Linked DNA regions of Zea mays: region 2 is linked to region 1. The links are chromatin contacts, called in public Hi-C maps. All regions are on one chromosome and are shown on one strand. Each heading gives the region's core, a stretch centred on a gene start, on an enhancer-like site or on the middle of the called end of the contact. The rest is flanking DNA. Distances are from core to core; before and after follow the strand shown. Region 1 has its middle 4.8 kb from the start of LOC109943050. Region 2 holds the start of LOC100286008.

Evidence for each region. A called contact is a pair of places that touch in the nucleus more often than the background predicts.
Region 2: a contact with region 1 is called in a Hi-C map of bundle sheath, with 4 times the contacts expected there. The contact joins the promoter of LOC100286008 here to the enhancer-like site in region 1. A contact is called at or near these places in 4 of 25 Hi-C or Micro-C datasets (bundle sheath, ear, endosperm and 1 more).

What each region holds. Positions count from the first base shown.
Region 1 is chr10:44,857,322-44,861,540 of Zm-B73-REFERENCE-NAM-5.0, forward strand. No RefSeq gene overlaps it. Among protein-coding and RNA genes, the nearest start is that of LOC109943050, 4.8 kb to the right of the region's middle. Within about 2 kb of position 1,825, at least 1 of the 20 cell types and tissues checked has an H3K27ac peak or open chromatin away from gene starts, as enhancers often do. A contact at or near this core is called in bundle sheath, where this site is marked.
Region 2 is chr10:45,702,647-45,706,865 of Zm-B73-REFERENCE-NAM-5.0, forward strand. It overlaps LOC100286008, which reads left to right and starts at 2,147. Exons shown (of 11, transcript NM_001158896.2): 1 at 2,147-2,447; 2 at 2,543-2,621; 3 at 2,695-2,753; 4 at 2,982-3,059; 5 at 3,144-3,225; 6 at 3,524-3,572; 7 at 4,006-4,067; 8 at 4,201-4,219. The coding sequence starts at 2,394.

The sequences.
Region 1 (4,219 bases), core at 575-3,074:
GCCAAGATCAGATCCCGCAGACGCGCGCGCGGGCGCGGGCGCTCAGCGTGCACTAACAGGTGGGGATGGGTGTCAGCGACCAGAGGGGAAGGCGGGCTAACAAGTCGGGCCCAGCGCCAGGGGGCGCAGGCGCTGACTGGCGGGCCCGAGGACAGAGCGCGGGTGAGGGGAGCAAATCTGGACATCTGGATTTGCATTAGACGGTCGAGATTAGATTGGTTCTAATTAAATCCTAACCGCCAGATCTCAGGTGAACGTTCGAGATCCATCGGCCAGCGTGGTCGGGATGGCGGGTCCTTGGTGCAGCGGCGCCTCACGACCTTGCGGCAGGATCTCGCCGGAGACGAGGGGAATGGCCACGATAGGGCTCTAGGTACTTGGGGAAGGACTTGGGCGCATTCAAGGCAATCTAGCGAACACGACCGTGGGCACAACGCCAGCGTGAAGGCACTAGAGGGCGCAGAACACAGTGGGATGGTCCCACGGTGGTGAATCTACTCCGGCGAGCAATCGCGCGAAGACCAGGGCAATCAAGAGAGAAATACGGGCGCGGGGAGGTTGCTCACCTCGAGAGGAAACACTGGAGTCCTGGAGCAACGGAGGAGACACAGTGACACCTTGGGTCGATGGTGGTAGAGCTCCGGCTGCACGGGGAGAACTCCGGTGAGCATGGACCGGACAGACCAGAGGGGCTAGGAGCGAACCGATGGGTGTCCCGAGTTGCTGATGGCGAGGCGGAACTCACCGAGGCAATGGGCGCGGCGCAGCTCAACGGCGGCCGTAGAACAGACGTTGGACTTTGGTGAGCGGCGGCGGAGCTGCCTGGATGCGCGCAGGGCGAGAGAGAGGGCGAGAGTGCTCGGCTGAGGGCACAAATGAGTAGGGGAAAGTGGGCGAGCGGGGTGCGGGCTCTAAAGGGGCGAGGGCGTGTGGAGGTGGCCGGGGATTGTGCGGATGTGGGCGCGTCCACGGCGGCAGAGTGGGCGGGAGGTTAGTGACTGGGGGTGGCTGATAGGCGGGGTTCGCGGTGCAGAGAGAGGGAACGAGCGCGAACGGACAGTCAGCACTGATAGGAAGGTCCCACGGGACAGCGAGAGAAAGAACGCGTGGGTGAGGACGGGTCGGCGCCGAGAGGCTTGGCCCACCAGGCAGCGGGAGAGAGAGGGAGAGAGAACACACATGCGCGGACGCGGGCGATTGCTAGCAGGTGGGGTCCACTTGTGAGGCGACGCGGGCGCGCGCGGCTTGGCTGGGCCGAGTTGGGCCGATTGGGCTGAAATGGCTTTTTCCGTTTTCTAGGGAATTTCTAATGCTTTTCTATTTATTTTCTCTAGGGTCTTCAATTCAAATTCAAACCAATTTTCAAATTCAAACTAAATCAAGCATGTGCAACAATTCAAAGAATATTTGGAGCTCGGCATAATGCCACATTTCATGACTCATATTGTTTTGACAAAATAAAATAATTAATCCCTCATTAATTAAGCTAAATCTACCCAAAAGAAAAAGAGAGAGAAACTAGAGAGAGAGAAGAGTAACACCTAAATTTGGTAGGTAATTAGAAAGAAATTTTATACCCCAAATTGAGGGTGTTACAATATTGCATCAAATGTGCCTTGCATGTCTTACCATACCTTTGATGCTTCATATGTGCTTACTAGAAATTTGGTAAGGCAGTGGCCAAATATGTTGGGCCCCTACTCAAGAAAACCGAGCATAGCATCCGTTTCCGTGGATGCCGGGATGAGTCTACCGGCCAACTCTACCCGCGTTGGACTCGTTCCTCGCCTCTTTATAATGATCGCTACCCCTTGCCATCCCATGAGCACCGAGAGCATCTCGCCGAAGCCACACAGAGAAAAGAGAAAGATAGAGAGAGAGACGGGGAAGAAGTATACACCGTCGTAAGGCATTCACAGAGGGTTTGGAAGAATTTGTTGAACCGCACCGCGTGTATTCGAGGAGCTGAGGAAGAAAGGTAAGAGATGACCCACCTAATCTAATATAGTGCGTCTATTTACCCCGTAATTATTTATGTGACCACGATCTAACCAATCGGATCGCGTCATGTCACTTATTTATGTGCAATCCTACTAAATTATTAAACATGTGATATATTTTGCGTTAGATGTCTGATTTATTTCATTCAAATTGTGTTATGTTTATATTAATTTTACGTACGTAGTAATAACATTATTTTAATCATACACATGTTTTAATTAAGTAATCAATTATTTGTTTAATTAATGTTAATTAGCTAGACAATCTAGTTAATCTAATTTATAGTTATAACTTACTCATTTTATAAATAAATGTTAAAGTGATTAATACTAACTCAAACATTTCAATTTAATACATGTTTAGTTTAAATGCAATATATGTTAGATCTCGTCTATTAGATTTATTATGCCTAAAATATCGTTTCATCCATAAGTTCTTCGTTTTAACTCCGAATTTAGTGGTTCTCGAACCTACGATCTCGTAGCGACGCGGAGATAACGATTCAACCGGGTGATTATGATCCGTCCGATTCCGATCCTGCGCGCTCGGGTTGGTTTCAGCAATTTAAGACATGTGCCGTAGATCTAGCATCTGGTGGGTGAGATTGAATACCGGTTCGTTTAAAGCTCAAACAAATCAGTGCCGTCCGGATCTAATCCAACGACCAAAACGGATCCATACCCTTCGCCGAGCACTTTTTCATAAGAAACCTTGGGAAATAGTGAAATAAACCTGCAATCCATAGGACTATTCACTGATTCTTAGGGAACTTGCACTGAGGCCCCTGCACTCTATGGTTTTCGTGTGCGCAGGCCAGGGGATGAGAAAATCCAGGAAAAGTAATAGAAAATGATTTTTAATGTAAAAATAACAGTTAGAATTTGTTTAATTCATATAAAATTTATATTGAGTCCAAATTAATCCATTCCAGTTCCTATAATTTTGTAATATTATTGTCTGTCAGACACTATTTTGACATGAAAGTCACATTAAAAATTTATCTCCTATTTAATCTTGTACAAACACATAGAATCTTTGGAAATTCATAATTTAAAATCTATAACTCCAAAATTTGTGATTCTTGCTCCTAGGATCTTATTTTAATGTGTAGATTATTATTATGTATTTGGTTTACATGTTTAATGTGATGTTAATTTTTTCTATATAATATGCTTGTTTGCATTGTGGCGAGTAGAAGAGCCAGTGGCTGAGGATCCCGGTGTTCAGCGGATAGAAGTTGATGAGCAGGAACTCGTTGAAGGCAAGTTGTGCCCTTGACCACTTTTTACCCAATAATGTTCTTCAATATCACTTATTCATTCATAGGTTTAATTTTGATGGGACCCAATAGGTCACCCTAGCCTGTATATCCTTTTAACTTGTTTATCCCTGAATCATTTGGGTAGTTTTACTATTGCTTTATATGGTTTTGGGTTAATATTTCATTATACCCATGTTCCAATTATTTTGTTATTTTATTTAAGTTCATGTCAAGATCATTATCTTTAATTGGAACATGGAGTTTAACTTAAGAAACACGTGCCACCACAAGGGTGGAATGGGACGCTCTTGGCTGACTAATTAGGAAAGCTAGTGGAATACTACCTTACCCAAAAGGGGCAAGGGCAGTAGGGGAGTAGGCATGTAGGGAGGTTCTCGGGTTGATTTTGCTGCGATGGCGGTCAGACGGGGGATTCCTACAATTGCTCTTCCCATAAACTGTAGCGGGTTTTCAAAAGCTAGTGGAACTTTGTAAAGGCCTCATAGTGGATCCCTAGGCATTCACCCCGGGAGTGTCTAAGGGCCTTGCAAACCCTGGCGACATGGGATACACGACTTGTGGGTACAGGGTACAACCTCTGCAGAGTGTAAAACTCGAGCTCACGGGCATGATCAGCTTTGGACTCTCGCATGATTAACCTATGGAACTAAATTCAATTTGTCATTTGCATTGCATAGGAGTATTTATTAATTTTGTTCTATTATTTTTATTATGGTTTGGTATTTACTTACATTTAGTAACTGCTAATAAAATTTGACCAACTTATTAAAAGCAATGCTCAGCTTTAACCCCTATTATTGATCAACCTTACACATCACATGAACTCCCACATTTGGTGAGTTGATGCACATTATTCCCCACAACTTGTTGAGCTATGAACGTATGTGAGCTCACCCTTATTGTCTCACACCCCCACAGGTCAAGAACAGGTACCGT
Region 2 (4,219 bases), core at 897-3,396, 850 kb after region 1:
CCAGACGTTGCACGCGAATCGCCGCCGCACGTGAGCACCTAGAAGCAGTCTCGACTCCCGCGTCATCTTCGAGCACGGTCGCCGCATGCGCAGGGGTGGACATAGAGGGGGGCAAAGTGGGCCATGGCCCCCCTCAATTTTTATGACCTTTTATATATCATGTTTATTTACTGTTAAGTATATTTAAAAATAAAGATTTAGATAGGCTAAAACAGTTCTGTCATGGGTCTTCTCGTTAAATTAGTCTAGTTCTATCGACTCTCGTCCTTTTACTTGGTCTAATCCTCACATCTATTTATCTAGTCTTATTCTTTCCGACACCGTCGGAGCCATAGAAGGACCCCCTCAATTTTTTATAACCTCTTATACCTAATATTAACCTATTGTAAAGTATATAAAAATAAGGTTTGGATAGGCTAAAATTGCTCTAAGCAGTTCTCTCAACTTCCATCCTCTTTGGTCTAGTCCTCGCATCTATCCATCGGGTCCCATTTCTTCTTACATCCCGGCCTGCCGGGGCCAATCTGCCCAGGTGCTCCGTTCTTGACACCGCCGCCTCCTTCCTGACACCTGACGTCGCCCAGGCCGGCCCTAAACCACGTCGTGCCTTCATTGGGCCGTGCCGGCCCAAGCTTGGCCCGTATATTTGACTGCATAATATCAAAATATTACAACCACATAAAGTTCATAGCTTACTAAATTAAAGATATTAAACAATCCTATCATCATTTGATCACATAAACTCCAAATATCACAACAATATAAAGTCGATATCTTACTAAATTAAAGAAATTAAATAAATTGAGCTTAATTGGGCAGTGCCGGACCAAGCCCGGCCCATCTATGCAGGCCATGCTGGGGCCCGACGGGCCGGAATTTGAGGCCCGACCCAAGCCCACCTTCGGGTAGTGCTAGCACGGCCCATATTATTTCGTGCCGGGTCGTGCTTTGGGCTCCTTTTTCGAGTCGTGCTCGTGCTGGCCCGAAAAGCCCAACTCATATTCCCAGCAGCTGGAGGATGGAAACGAGCCGAGCCGAGCCGAGCTCGGCTCGTTGCCTGAACGAGCTCGGCTCGGCTCGTCCATTCCACGAGCTGGTGAAAGAGGCTCGGCTCGGCTCGCAAGCCATATTCTTGTACTTATCCTTACATTATTTGAGGAATTAACATTATATAAATTTAAAATATAGAATCATCATTCTACATTATTAGTAAATTAAATTATAACTTGTAATATATTCATCATCAAAAACTAAAAAATAAGCTATTATCCATAAAATTATCTAATATTCATTATTATTCTATAAATTGATCATTTTTGCAAGGCTCGCGAGCTGGCTCGCGAGCTGGAACGAGCCGGCTCGGCTCGGCTCGCTGTAAAAACGAGCTCGAAGAAGAGGCTCAGCTCGGCTCGTTCGATGCTCGCGAGCCGCTCCGAGCCAAGCCGAGCCGCTCCGAGCTCGAGCCGGCTCGCGAGCCTTGAGCTAATTTTTCAGCCCTAGCTGGAGACATCATCTGACCCCGTCTATTTCTCCGTGTCCGACCCTTCGAGGAGATCGATATTTGACAACATACGCACGACTTGATTCGGTCAGAAAGAACTTAGTTGTATATTTGCTTCTCTTCTTTGAACTTGTATGTTATATTGATAGATATGGAACTTGAATTTTATGCAACTATATTTTTTATCGTCTTGCTTAATTTTGTAATGTGGTTTTTGGTTCCCATAAATTTTGGTCCTGCGTCCACCACTGCGCATGCATCATGCGAGCAGTGAGAAACTTCATCAACCAACCGCCAACGGGAGGAATAGGGACGGAGGGTTGCCATAGAACCTTCCCTTGGGTTGCAGCCGGTAGAGGATAGCTGTAGCCGCTTATACCGTCGGAGGGGAAGGAGAGGGGTGTTTGCTTGAATCGGGGAAGTACGCCACCGAGCGGGGGCATTAATGTTATCGCGCGTGAGCGGTAGAGGCGGCGTGAAGACGAGGTCCTCACGTGTCGAGTAGGCACCGCATAACCGCATGATGCTCCCAGGTGCACTACCGTAAAATAGGGTTCCCAGTGAAAAGAACCGCAGCCCAATAGCCTGGCCTGGCCTGGCCCATCTATGGTACATACAAATACAATACAACCAAACACGCGAAGCACAATTGCAGCACGCCGACCTCCCCCGTATCCCCGCTTCTCCGCCGCCTTCCCGTCCTGCGCAACAACACGCGCAGCACAATTGCAGCACGGCCGTCACGCCGACCTCGCCCATATCCATCCCTGCTTCCCCGCCGCCCTCCCATCCTGCACATCCATCCCGCCGCCCTGCCGCTTTCTTTCACCGATTAATTTATTCTCTTTAAACCCCATAGGCCTCCAGCAAAGGTCCCAATCTCGTGCTGAGGATGGAGAACTGTAACAACGGACAGGCGGCCGCCGTATCCATGGACGATTTCAAGGTACGAACCCACCCCGCTCGCACGTTGTATTTGTCATTGGTACCGTTATACTCGTCGGATATTAAGTTGTTGGTGGTTTATTGCGTCGTTGGAAGGTGGTGGTGCCGGTGCATCCGCTGATCAGCCACTGGGTCTCAGTACTCCGCGATCGCTCCACCCCTTCCCACGCCTTCAGTAAGTGTTGTGCTGTTTCTGATTAGTTTTTTCTTTACCGCGTCGTACTTACTGTCAAAAATATTAATTTCAGGGAGTGCAATGGGGGAGCTAGGGAGATTGCTAATCTATGAGGCAACACGAGATTGGTTGGTATGTTCATAAATTTTCTTACCTAAAACTAGATAGGAATACTGCATTTGGTGGTGCCGGTGCAAGTATTCGATGTTAAAATAAATATCTGGTACATGTGGAAAATAATGATCAACGCAATGCGAAAAGGAAGCATGTAAAGTATTTTTTCCCTGGCGGACAGTAATGATGGATTTTATTTTGTTGAGTATGTTATCATTGAGATAGTTCTCCGCTTTCTTATGGTAGCCGACAGTAACACGGCAGATCCAGTCACCTGTGGGCACTGAGGTTGTTGAATCTGTCAGTGAGATGGAGCCAATAATGGTTTGTATTTCTTCTTCAGTATGTCTTTTATGCAAATTTGGCATTATTATTTAATTAATCCTGAATGTTATGGATATCTTTCAGATTGTACCTATTCTTAGAGCAGGGCTTGCACTTGCAGATCTCGCAACATCAATTTTGCCTTCAACTAGAACTTTCCATTTAGGTGAGAAAAAGAACTTTTGATTTGTTGGAAATAAACTCAATTTCTCACTTGCTAATGTTTGTAATGCAATATGTTTTTATGCTTTAACTTAAAAATAACATCATATTTGATCGAAACACTTTCTGCTGATGTTTATACAACTAGAATGTCCAGAAACACATAGTGTGCTTCAACTTTTTTTACCAGATAAATTTTGCACATAAAAATTGTTTCTAGTTTTCTAAATAAATTCGTTTATTTATTTAAGCATGCTTATTGATTACTGCTAACGTTCCTTTTTTACCTATACTAAATGAAGGTATGGCCCGGGATGAGACAACACTGATGGCCTCTGTTTACTTAAATAAGTGAGTGACTTTTTTTTTTGCATTTAGACGAAAATACGCCATTGATATGTTATAGTTAGACCACAGCAGTGGAGGCTCTACTAGAGTTATGTAACTCCATATGGGAGAATGGAATATTGTTTCATTAAAAATGTAGCTTGTCTGTAGTTAGGAAACAAACAGTGGAGGCTGATTAACATTCTTTAGTTAATTTAATTTCCTTGATGAAGAAGTCACTTCATCATACAAGGTGTTGGAACTACAATGATTATGAACTGTGGTGCAACTTACTCTTTTTTTATCTTATCATACACTTTTAGTTAAGTTGATGTAGAACAAGATCTTTTTCTGGTCCAATCTATTGAAATAGTTGAGTTGCAAGCTATTGTGTTGTATGAAATTACCAATGGTACGTGTTTTCCTGATGATCAATGGAACATAATTTTGAGTGCAGGCTACCTGATAGATTCCCGAAAGGATGTAAAATCCTCATTGTGGATCCTATGCTAGCAACTGGTAATCCTTTTCCTCATATATTACAGCCAATTCTTATACTAGGTTATCATTCTTTTTGTGTTAGTCCGATTGACTTCACTCCTAGACCCATGCTGTGTTTGAATGGTCTTTCTTACCTTGCGATTTCCATCAGGTGGAACAGTCACTGCAGC